Regions from separate parts of the Lactuca sativa genome. Here region 1 is linked to region 2. A link is a contact called in public Hi-C data. All regions are on one chromosome and are shown on one strand. Each heading gives the region's core, a stretch centred on a gene start, on an enhancer-like site or on the middle of the called end of the contact. The rest is flanking DNA. Distances are from core to core; before and after follow the strand shown. Region 1 holds the start of LOC111878174 (eukaryotic translation initiation factor). Region 2 holds the start of LOC111878195 (QWRF motif-containing protein 4).

Evidence for each region. A called contact is a pair of places that touch in the nucleus more often than the background predicts.
Region 1: a Hi-C map of seed shows a contact between it and region 2, with 6 times the contacts expected there. The contact joins the promoter of LOC111878174 here to the promoter of LOC111878195 in region 2. A contact is called at or near these places in 2 of 4 Hi-C or Micro-C datasets (leaf and seed).

Annotation. Positions count from the first base shown.
Region 1 is chr5:222,800,408-222,806,572 of Lsat_Salinas_v11, forward strand. LOC111878174 (eukaryotic translation initiation factor) reads left to right here and starts at 1,747. Exons shown (of 9, transcript XM_023874686.3): 1 at 1,747-2,158; 2 at 3,031-3,102; 3 at 3,215-3,310; 4 at 3,716-3,916; 5 at 4,086-4,180; 6 at 4,258-4,345; 7 at 4,455-4,805; 8 at 4,899-5,141; 9 at 5,222-6,165. The coding sequence starts at 2,000.
Region 2 is chr5:222,672,664-222,678,953 of Lsat_Salinas_v11, forward strand. LOC111878195 (QWRF motif-containing protein 4) reads right to left here and starts at 1,414. Exons shown (of 7, transcript XM_023874703.3): 1 at 583-1,414. LOC111878173 reads right to left here. Exons shown (of 13, transcript XM_023874685.3): 3 at 6,217-6,290; 4 at 5,524-5,595; 5 at 5,254-5,379; 6 at 4,823-5,035; 7 at 4,684-4,731; 8 at 4,264-4,410; 9 at 3,844-4,005; 10 at 3,650-3,743; 11 at 3,345-3,463; 12 at 3,223-3,267; 13 at 2,761-3,126. The coding sequence ends at 2,890.

The sequences.
Region 1 (6,165 bases), core at 497-2,996, 130 kb after region 2:
GGAGATTTATGATACACTGATATTGAGACATTTGTAGTTTATACTTGATTTTGTTATGTTTTTTAAAAAAACAATGGTTTCTTCTGATTTGAAAAATGATTTTTTTTATCGTGATTTTGGCATGTTCAGGATCATCTTTAATGATTTGAAACATATTGTAGTTCACATGAACATATTGTTTTGCTAAATTTTTTTCATAAACAGTGAGGGAAAAGATGTTTGGTTAGCCGTCGCTTAATAAATGATAGATAACATGAGTGTTTAAAACTTTTCATAAATGTAACAACAAACATGGAAACTATTTTAAGACCACTTGTGGGTCCTAAATCGATTATAGTTTGTGGAGGGGAGAGGTTTCAATAACGTAAAAGTTTAACAAGTTTTTTTGAATATGAATTAATTCATTGATACGAATAAAATCAAATGCAAGAGTAATTACTAAAATTCTAGAATTAGAATTACAAAAAAATATGAAAACCAACTTCATAAATACATAAATTGAAAGCTCATCATACACATAAAATTCAATTACAATTAATCTAATTGTTTTGTTACTCTTTTATAATGAAGTTAATCCTTATATAACATTTTTAAATTGTGGAATAATTGAATAAGTAACCTTTGTTTGACAATTATCCAATTAGATGTTTATTTGAGTTTACATTTTAATTATTTTTTTATCATGTAACTTTGAGATTAAATGAAATACCTATATTTAACCCATTTATATTACATGTTAGATTAAGAAAAAAATGAATAACCAATGGTAAACCCATTATTCTAACATATCAAATTTGAAAACATCAACATATTTAGTTAAATAATTTTTTTAGTATAAATCTAATCCCAAGTAGTTTAACAAATCATTTTGATCCTAACATAATCTAACAAACCAACCCTAATTATGTTTTACTTTTATATCCATAAGAGAGTGATAAAAACTAAGGACGGAAACGAGATGAGAAATTGACGGTGAATACAATCCATATCCCTGTACCGACCCTAACAAGGGAAGAATCCCAATAGGTTATGGGGAACATTTGGGGGTGTGTGTGGGGGGGGGGGGGGTAGCCATTTAGTATTTAAAAAAAACAAAAAATCTTAAAAATATAAACAATAATTATGGAGGAAAATAGTGTCATACCCATCACCACCTAGTGTCTATTTCATATATGAAAACAAATCCCCAAACAATAGAGACTTCATAAAAGACCATTTGAGTTACATATCATAATGCTCCTAAAGAGGAATGTATTTCCTCACAAAGGAAATAATGCACGGGGACAATACTAATAATTCAGAAAATAGATCAAAATAAAGGATACATATTGACAGGGGATTGGACTTGGAAAGAGATCGAGATCAACATATTTTCTACTATTTATCATGATTATCTATGATGATGGGTTGATCCGAACCAAACAAGCCTTTCAACGTTGGATCATCACAAAATCTCCATCCCGTTACTCATCAAAAAAAGAAGCCCAATCCTATTAAGATCGACTCCCTACTAGTATACGAACATACAAATCAAATTTGCATCCATACTAAAAACCCTACATAAAGAGTGAATAATACAAATAAATATAGGGACTAAGATAACGATTTCACAAAGTTAGAAGGTGTCCTTTGTACTTGAAGAAGAAGGAGTTATAAACATATTAAATACAATTATCATCCTTTCAAAACCAAAAAAGTACACAAAATGGGGGAAATTTTCGAGTATAAAATAGTCTAAATACGATGCGCAGTATCGCACCACCAAGTTAAAGGGTTTCTCTCTCTCCTCTTTTTTCTTTCTCTCACTTCCTCCAGGAGAGAGAAAGCTCCTTCCCTAATCTCTCTTTTTCTCCATCTATCCCTACAGAAAACCCTATCTTTCATATATATCAAGATTTGTTTGAATCTTGATTTTACTTACTTTAGCTGTGTTCGTCAATCGCCGATTCAACTTTAAGCTTTTTGTTCGATTTGAGCAAAAGATAGAAACAATCGAGGTATGCAGGCTGATCAGACGGCGTTGAGCTTGAGACCTGGTGGTGGAAATCGAGGAAGAACTTCTGGCCCTCGCTTTGATTCGTTGGCTTTCGGTTCTTCTGATCTTCCTGCCCTTCGACCTCATGGCGGTGCTGGCGCTCCATCTCTTGCCGCCTTCAAGGTTGTTACTTTGGTTTAACCCTAATTGGATCTGGGCTTTGTATCTCTTTGAACCTCATCTTTGTGGGTATTTAGTTGATTTTTTTTCCTCATCTAGTTGATATCTGTTTTGTTTATATTTATCTAGTCCTCAGTCTCATGTATTGTCTATTTTGTTAATACGTGAATATTGTGTATATATTTCGATCTCCGATGCATGAGCAGCGACTTATGTTAGTTTAAATCAAACCGAAAGTGTAACATATCGATTCAAGATTTTCTTTGATTGACCTCTGATATGTGGTTTGTGGCAAACAGGGATCTGAGAAAGAATGTCCATGATTTACGTTTAATAGGATTTAATCTTATGACCAAGGTTTTTGGAAACAGTAATTTAAGATATTCAATATATTCTGTAAGCTACATGAGAATTAGATTCCCATAGAGAAACCCACTGAAATTGTGTTCGCATATGCGATGCTCATTACCCTTTTTATGATTTTCATTTGAAGTTACCTTGAATTCATTACAGGCACATTCTTTTTTCAGAATTAGATAATATCTGTATCTCCACAATTATTTGGTTGTTACATAGTCTCTCTAATTGATAATTAGTTTCAGACATTCCTTTTACTCAAGTAATTGATAATTTCCTATGGAAGCAAGCGTAGTTCTATAGAATTCCACTCAACATGTTGAGTAATTTGGCAAGTGGGTATTGAGCATGGATATCTTAATGAGTTTTTGGTAGTTAAAGATTGTCAATATAATGTAACAGAGTTCTTTTACTAATATGTTTGCTATTGGCAATTTGGTACATATAACTCTTTGATCTTTTTCTTTCAATAGCCTCAATATTAACTTTTAAATTCATTAATTTTTGTCTTATTTTAGAACAATGATTCCCGATTCGAGCTTCGTGAACGTGTTCGTTTCACCAGAGATCAGCTGTTACAACTCAGGGAGGTAATGCATTAAACACTGCATTTAAGCTTCTTTTTTTGTCTTCTAATTGTCTTAACACCGATTTAATGTTGGTTTTTGATACGCATTAAGTCTGTTTTTTATTTGGTGGTAGGTTGTAGATATACCCGAGGAGATACTTAAAGTCAAACAAGAAGTGGAAACTGAATTTTTTGGGGAGGCCCAAAACTGGACCAAATCTGAAGGAACTGTAAGCACCAAACATTTCATATCATCTTTATGTCAATATAACAAAAATTGCAACTTTTTGTCCTATCAAAAAAATGACTATTGTCAAAGTGACAAAAATTGCAACTTTTTGTCACATCGATGTCAATGGGACAAAAACGGTTAATTTTTTTTGTCTAATCAAAAAAGGTGTGACATGGACTTTATGTCAATATGACAAAAACTGTAACTTTTTGTCCTATTAAAAAAGGTGGGACAGAGACTTACTCTTAAACTCTCATATGTGCAAATGCCCTTCTCATCCGTAGGCACTGTGAACCAGAGCCAGTGTGCTATTGTAGGCACTGTGAACCAGAGCCAGTGTGCTATTGTTTTTTATTTGTGAAAATCAATTTTAATTTTCCAAGAATGTTTTATTTATTTACAGGTGGCAGTTCCTGCTCAGGCACGCTACTCTGAGCCTGACAACCGGGACTGGCGTGGAAGAGCACCGCCTCCTGTGGAGGAGCGGTCTTGGGATTCCGGTAGAGAAAACCGAGACTTTGGTGGCAGGTCTGATGGGAATCAATATAATAGGCAAGATTCCAACTCACAGTTTGGTAGATCACAGGCCTCTCCTAACCAAGGGGTGAGTTTGTAAATTAAATCTTTCTTCTATATTGTTATATATTATTGACAATGGATTTCTCAGTTTCATTCATTTTGCGTGTTATAGCATCCTACTTTCCTTTCTTTCTTTTACAAAATTGTAGTTTAATGAACAAATGATTGAAAGTACATTGCTATTTTTTAAACAGGGTCCTGCTCCTGCTCTTGTCAAAGCTGAGGTGCCCTGGTCAGTTCGGAGGGGGACTCTCTCTGATAAGGATCGTGTCTTGAAGACTGTAAAAGGGTAAACTAGTAAAAAAACTCTACTTGAAAAATCATAATCCATTTATTCAAATTATCATTATACCTTTTGATTTTCAGTATTCTGAACAAGTTGACTCCGGAAAAGTTTGACCTCCTCAAAGGTCAACTCATTGACTCAGGAATCACAACAGCTGATATTCTCAAGGTTTGTATGTATTATATATATATATATATATATATATATATATATATATATATATATATATTACATAACAAATTAATAATAATATGGTGGTTGTTTATGGAATTTTTAGGGGGTTATCTCGTTGATATTTGATAAGGCTGTTCTTGAGCCAACTTTTTGCCCAATGTATGCTCAACTGTGCTCAGATCTTAATACAAAGCTTCCACCATTTCCATCTGATGAACCTGATGGAAAGGAGATTACATTCAAACGTGTTTTGTTAAATAATTGTCAAGAGGCATTTGAAGGTGCTGACAAACTGAGGGCAGAAATAAGACAGATGTCTGCCCCTGAACAAGAATCTGAACGCAGAGACAAAGAGCGAATGATTAAACTTCGCACACTTGGAAACATCAAACTTATTGGTGAGCTTTTGAAGCAGAAAATGGTCCCTGAAAAGATCGTGCATCACATTGTTCAGGTTTCATTTTTCATCTACTTCCATTTCTTTCTTTTTATAATTTTTTACTTTCACTATTTTTCTTATTATGGTGAATTTGACATGACATGACAGGAGCTTTTAGGATCAGACAATAAAATTTGTCCAGAGGAGGAAAACGTAGAAGCAATATGCCAATTCTTTAACACCATTGGCAAACAACTAGACGAGAGCCTTAAATCAAGGCGTATTAATGATCTTTATTTCAACCGACTCAAAGAGCTCACAACAAACCAACAACTAGCTCCACGAATGAGGTTCATGGTTCGTGATGTCATCGATCTCAGATCAAACAACTGGATTCCAAGGCGCGAAGAGGTAATCACCCATTCCATTCCATTCTTCCATTCCATTCCATCTGTACAAATAGATCATTAATGTTGGATCTTGTTCTTAAGGTGAAAGCCAAGACTATAACTGAGATTCACACGGAAGCGGAGAAGAACATGCGACTCCGCCCTGGTTCAACCGCGAGTATCCGAAACAGCCGCGCGTTGGCTGCCGGAGCACAAGGCGGTGGCGGTGGCGGTGGTTTCAACCGCCCGGGGGCAGGTGGCTTAATGCCCGGAACACCCGGGATGTCCCCTGGGCCCCGCATGATGCCCGGGACACCCGGTTTAGAAAACGATAACTGGGAGGTTCAGAGGTCCCGCAACATGCCTAGAGGCGGTGCTCAACAACAACCTTTACTCAACAAAACACCATCACCAACTCAAAGATTTCTCCCACAAGGCTCCGGCGGTTTCATTAGCGGCAAATCAAGCGCCCTGTTGCAGGGAAGTGGCGGTGGTGGTGGTGGTGCTACTCCTGTCCCTGTATCTCCGGCGAAACCTGTTCCGGCTCCGGCTCCGGCTCCGTCTCCGGTTGCAGCTGCTCCGGTGAAGGTGAAGAATCCTGATGAGCTGAGGAGGAAAACGGTTTCGCTTCTGGAGGAATATTTTAGTGTGCGGATGCTTGATGAGGCTTTACAGTGTGTGGAGGAGCTCAAAGCACCGGAATATTACCCTGAGTTTGTGAAGGAAGCGGTTTCGTTAGCATTGGAGAAAAGCGCACCGTGTGTGGAACCGTTGGTGAAGCTGCTGGACCATCTTGTTTCCAAAAAGGTTCTGACTCGAGCCGACTTGACCGCTGGGTGCACCGCATACGGCTCGTTGCTGGATGACATCGCGATTGATTTGCCAAAAGCACCTGACAGTTTTGGTCAGATGATGGGGCTTTTGGTGGTGTCTGGTGGGTTGGATTTCAAGGTGGTGGGGGATGTTTTGAAGTGTATGGAGGATGACTTTTTTCAGAAGGCGGTTTTCATGGGTGTGAAACGGGTTGTTGGAAGTGGGATTTTGGA
Region 2 (6,290 bases), core at 164-2,663:
TAATTGATGAAACGAAATATAGTATTTGATGAGTAGATTGATAAAAAAGCTATTTTACTCATCGAATTTGCAAATTTCGAGACTGAGGTACGATTATCGATGTAAAAACCTGATATGATAAAAAAAAAAATTAAAACCTCATAATTTTGTAGTACAAGAGTAACATTTTATATGAAGTTATGAGCACTACATGATATAATGTCTGGATTTTGCAGATCATGTCCCTGATTTGTGGAACAGTGCCGAATTCTCAGAATCGGTGGAAAACACATTGTTCTGAAAATTATTATTTTAATACCATCACGGAAATAAGATCTCCACTTTAAAGTGGATCTATTGTCTTCTTCTTTTTTTACACATATTAATGCTAGCATAAACCCTAGATTAGAAAACTATTAAATCAAACTAATTAAAAACGGCGAATCTCAATTGATCATTAATGACAATAAGTTTGATCACAAAAGTTAAACACAGCAGTAGTTTTTTTAAATATTGAGATTGAAATATAAGAATCTAACAATCCTAACAGTTTATAAATTATAATAGTAATTTGAAATTTACACAGTATTCATGCAAACTTACGCAGAAAGAGACCAGAAAAAGTGATCTGAGCAGCGATCAGTTATGGTGATGAAATCATGAAAGGTGATTTGATCGATCGGAGAGTTGAGGAGAGGTATATGAAGAGTTAAATCCTGAAGTTTTGATTGGTTAAAACTGAGGATTTGAACAGGGAGACGTTGTTGAAGGAGGTGGAAAAGTATGTTTTGGCGCCACGAGAGATCAACTTTAATCCAAGGAATAATCTTTTTTATGCTTAAGATAAATTAGGGGTGTTCAACTGTTCATTGCGGATGAAGTGGAAAGCAAACCCGATATTGAGAATCGGTTTGATTCGGAACCGGATTAATTATAAACCGTATACAAACTTGGATTTTCATTGTTTATATTTAGGTTATTTAACATTTTGATCCGTATTTCAGAAGACATAAATATTCTTTACAAATCTAAACCAAGAGAAATAAATTAGATGTTTTTGACTTTTCATCCGGTAAAAAAAATATTACGATAAATATAGTAAAAATCTTTGTATATTTTATGCAAATAAGTATACATATATAAACAATGGATATCCGATTTGGATTTGATCTAATCTGGAAACCGGATTTTTGACTAAATTGGATTGGATTATCCGATCCACTAGATTATAACCGGATCATATTCTAGAGACAAATTTAGATTTGATATAAAATTTGCCAAAGTGCGGATCCAAATCCATCATCCGGTCAAACCCACCTCAACCCGGATTGAATTTTGGTGGATCCGGATAGGATTTATGATTATGTCATTGAAATCGGATCGGATCCATATTCGTGCACTTCTTATGGTCAAATTTGTAACATTTTTTTATGTTTATTTGCAAAATCCAGTATATAGATTTTGACCAAACTGGAGTTTATAAAATACAATAAATTATATCAATGTCATCTAGATATTAAACAAATTTCTTTGTTTTAATACGATAGATTTTCAAAACTTATTTGAAATAACTTTTAGATTATAAATTTTTGTTTAAAATAAAAGTTTTAGACTTTTACTCCTAAATGAAATGTTTTCTTTAGTTTGATATTTTTCGTAAAATCTAAATAGGCGAAAGCTCGTTGCCAAATATACATACATACACTTTCAACATACAAGTTGAACTCGTTTGTTGATGATCAAAACTCGAGGTGTATAAATGTAAATTTTACATGTTGAATATCATTTGGATTTTAGATACTTCAAAACAAACAACAATAATTTTCAATTTTTCTTTTTTTTGACAAAAACTGAAAGGGTGTAATATTTTATTTCAAAATTCAAACAAAACTTTACTTACGAAGTAGAGGAAGAAAGCCATACCATAAGTCCATAACCCGGTATACAAAAGATAATTAGTATAAAGTTTTAAACCACACAAAAATTCAACTTTAGCACATGCTATGTAACACAATATTACTTATATCAGTTATATAAATCTTAACTGCAATCATTAAATGCCTTTAACTTTTCACAATAACAACCACCATGATGTAAAATTGAAGCATCTAAGTCTTCATGACATGCCACGTGTCATCTACACAAAATTCTCCTCCATTGCTTCCTACCAAAATGTTGAATTGTTTACAACTAATTTTTCACGCTCGTCAATAAATAATAGCCATGGAACTTGTCCAACTGTTTTTCAGAATAGATTAAAAAAATATATTAAGCCACATAAATAGGAAACAGGTAACTAATAGTCTAAAATTCTAAAAACACTTTTTTGCCAATTAAAAATAATGAATAATTTTATAAAACATATTTTGCTCTACAAGTTTCCATCATTTTGTCTTTGTGAATGACCGGTAATAAAATATTTTTAGTATCAAAGTTTCCGATTACTTTATGATTACCAATCATTCAAATTCATAATTTAATATAATAAAAGAAAAGTGCATGAAATGGAACTAAAACACTTGAATGTGAAAAGGACAAAACATCTCCAAACTTGAACATAAAGCATGTTTGGAGGCTAAAATCATGAGAGATCATGTGCAAATACCTACAAATCGATAATTTTAATAATTTTAGTCCACTTAAAAAAATTCAATTGTACCAACTGCATCACTAGTAGTACCATTGACAACCACAAGTCCCATCTTTTCATTCCACTTATAGGCCTTCAACTAACCTAGAAGTTGTACAATATTTTTATTTTAATCATAATATAACGAAATGTATAGTCAAGTCTTTTTATCAGATTATGCAACGAATTTGATTTCTTACCTCATGTTACATAGATAACGTATTTCTAAAGGATCAAAATTTGTGGACTATTCAAATAAAATTCTATTTTGTATGTTACGTTTAATATTTATTGAATCCAGAACTTTGAGTCCTTCCAAAAAGTGATTCAATGTCATCAGCTTTGTAAAGATCTAGACTTTTTGCCAAAGCAAAACCAGCATACATCCCATCAACGGCTGCACTCACGATCCCACCTGCATACCCTGCACCTTCTCCCACTGGATATAATCCCCTCAATGACATGCTCTCGAAAGTGTCTGGATTTCTAGGAATCTGGACAGGAGAGCTAGTTCTAGTCTGCAATGAGGGGCCAAATTTGTAAAAAGTAAAGACTTAGAGGGGAGAACATGTTTTTGTTAATTCATTATTTTTGGAGGAAACTAGTAATATTACCTCTACTCCATGAAGAAGGGCATCATTGGAAATGAATCCTGGTAACTGAATACAACAAGAAACATTATTTACATTCAAACTCATGGATTTTTTGAAGATTGTGCAAAGTCAAAGTAAAAAACCTCTTGGTCAAACGCCATGATTGAATGCTGTAATGCCTCTGTTATATGAACAGGAAACAACTCATGCAGATTTGCTGCCTTCACCCCTAATCGGTAACTTGAAGATGGTATATTACTTGCTGACACAACAAAAAAACCCGTTAATTGAGGGAGGGCATTTATGTCTTTTGCTATCCCTGTCCCACTCTGTTCTACTTTTTTGGATAAAACAAAAAATTGCAACTTTTGTCACATCAACAATAGTCTGCTCAGACTGCAGTGTAATACACTGGGGCTTAAGGACATGAATCAAATCAAAATTTTACCAGACAATTTATTATCCATGAAATCTTTAACGTTTTGCACAGGGACAACGAAATTTCCACCTCCCATAATAGCTGCTCTTTGTTCGAATTCCCTCTGAGAAAATACAAACGCGTTTTTTAAGGAGAAAAGTTTGTATGATTTTGTAAATGAAAAAGTAATAGAGCGTATGAATGTTGATGATGGAAAGAAGTACCTGAAAGTCAACACCTGCAAGAGGTCCATGAAAACCAAGATCATTAAAATCCTTTGGTGAAACAGTGACAGCAAGTGCAGCATTAGCCCATTTAGATGCTCTTCGAGAAAATGACATGCCATTTATACAAAGTTCTGATGCGTCTATGCTCGTTACAACCACCTGTAGATGTTTTGGAAGGAATGGAATCCGTCAATGGAATGGAATCAGTCAAAGGAATTGGAATCTGAAGGAATTGAAATGTGTCACGCATTTGGTTAGAAGAGTTTGTAAGGAGGTTTTTGTTTCTCTGGTAAAAGGAGAATGGAATTCAATTCTGATCATTTACCAACCAAACACCTCAAGGACTGGAATCTCACATTCCAATTCTGGAGGAATCCACAAACCAAACACAACCTAAGATTCATGTTTTTATTTTACCTGTCCACCAGGGCACATGCAGAAAGAATAACAACTCCTTTGTGGTGTATCGTTATTATCTTCTCTTTTGACATATTCAACAACCTTGTAATCTGCAACTGGTATTTTCCCACGTCCACTTCGAACCTCATTGGCCAATTTTGAGTACTATATGTTTAAAAGATTAAAAAAAATTAGAAAAACTATAGATATGCCACTTAAAAACATCATTTTCCTCCCTTTGTCACATAAAAATTACAATAAGTTAGCCTTGTTATTTTGTCTTGATTGAATAGGAGTCTAGATACTTGATAAATATTAAAAGAACTAGTTGTCAAAACAATCTTTAAATGGAAATTTTATGATTGTTTATTTTGATGCATTGCAAGTTTCATCAGATGGAGGGAGAAAGTAGTAAATTTGGCACAAAATATTTCCAACCTGAATGATGTTTATCGATTCTTGTGGATGCTCAATCCGCAAACCAACCTGTTGATAACACAAGTCCAAAATATATTATTAAAAAAAAGTTTATCTCACACAATATAAATGTATTATGCAAGGTTTAATTGGAACATACAGCAAAATCTTTAGGGACCAATTCCGTATTATGAGAAAGAAGCATTTGGTATACATCACGTGCAGAATGCCCAACTGCAAGAACAACTGCATCAAATCCCAGCTTCTCACTACTAAACCCTAATCTCCCACTTGAATCAGATACATTCACTCCAACAACATGACCATTTTCTACAATCAGATCATCCACCCTACTTCCAAACCTTATATTAACCTTCGCAAATAACAAAATTCAATTAATTGTATTATTTCACAGTGACAGTGACAGTTACAGAGAGTCAGAGACAGTAGTGACATTGACATAGACAGTGACAGTGACAGAGAAGTGACACTGACACTGACAGATATTAATGAGACAAAATATTGCAATTATTTTGCTCTTTGTGCAAAAGACGAAAATGCCCTCCTAATCAATTAAGACATGTAACTCACCCCCAAATCTTGTAAATGTTGTCGAAAGTTACGGAGAAGTGGTATGAGTCTATCGGTTCCTAAATGGGGCTTTCCATCAACCAGGATGCTTTCTGGAGCTCCAAACCGAACTAAGGTTTTCATAACCTGAGTTTTTGAGGAAAAAAAAAATGCTTACGAGTGTTACATTACATATTGCTATTAATATTATCAGTAAAGAAATTTATGTATGTTGCTATTATGAATAAATATATGCAAATGTGTTGCCTAGAATGGAGAAAGTAGACTCACAGACAAAACACTTCCACTGTTCCTCCCAATTCTAGTCACCAACTTTCCATCACTCCAAGTACCTGCACCACCCTGTCAACCATAAGTCCATGATAAATAACAACTTTTTTGTCCGGATAAATGATGTTTAAATAATATTTGAGAAAATGATAGCACATTTTAAAAGAAAAGGTAATTGAGGGAAAGGTTTAAAAAAAGGTTAGGACTTAGGCTGTGTTTGGCGTGCCATAGCTAGCTGATAAGCTAGCTTATTTTTCAAGTTTTTTTAAGTTGTCATGTTTGGCAAGCCAAAAAGTAGCTTATAAGCTAGCTTTTTAAAAAGCGACATAGACTAGCTTTTTAGGAGCTTTATTTAAAATTTTCCAAATATACCCCTTAATTAATTATAGAAAACATATTCTTTTAAATGTCCTTTTATGTCATTTAATATCTTTCAGCTAGTTTTACCAAACGTCAAATTTTATCAGCTAGCTTTTCATATAACTAGTTTTTCAGCTATCAGCTAGCTTCTCAACTAGTACGCCAAACATAGCCTTAACAAAGAAGGCCTCATTTCCCTTACTTTCTCCTTTGAATTCGTTCTTTCTGTATTAAGTTAAAAAGAAACACCCAGGTATAACTTACCAGATTAAGTCCATTAAGTCAAAAAGAAACAGTATGAAAATGAATGAGTAATAAGATGTAAAATGCAACCTCGCCAAAACAAAAGTTGCTTTCGGTTTGCAGTATTCGCCTAACAACCAAAGCACCAATATCACGCCCACGTT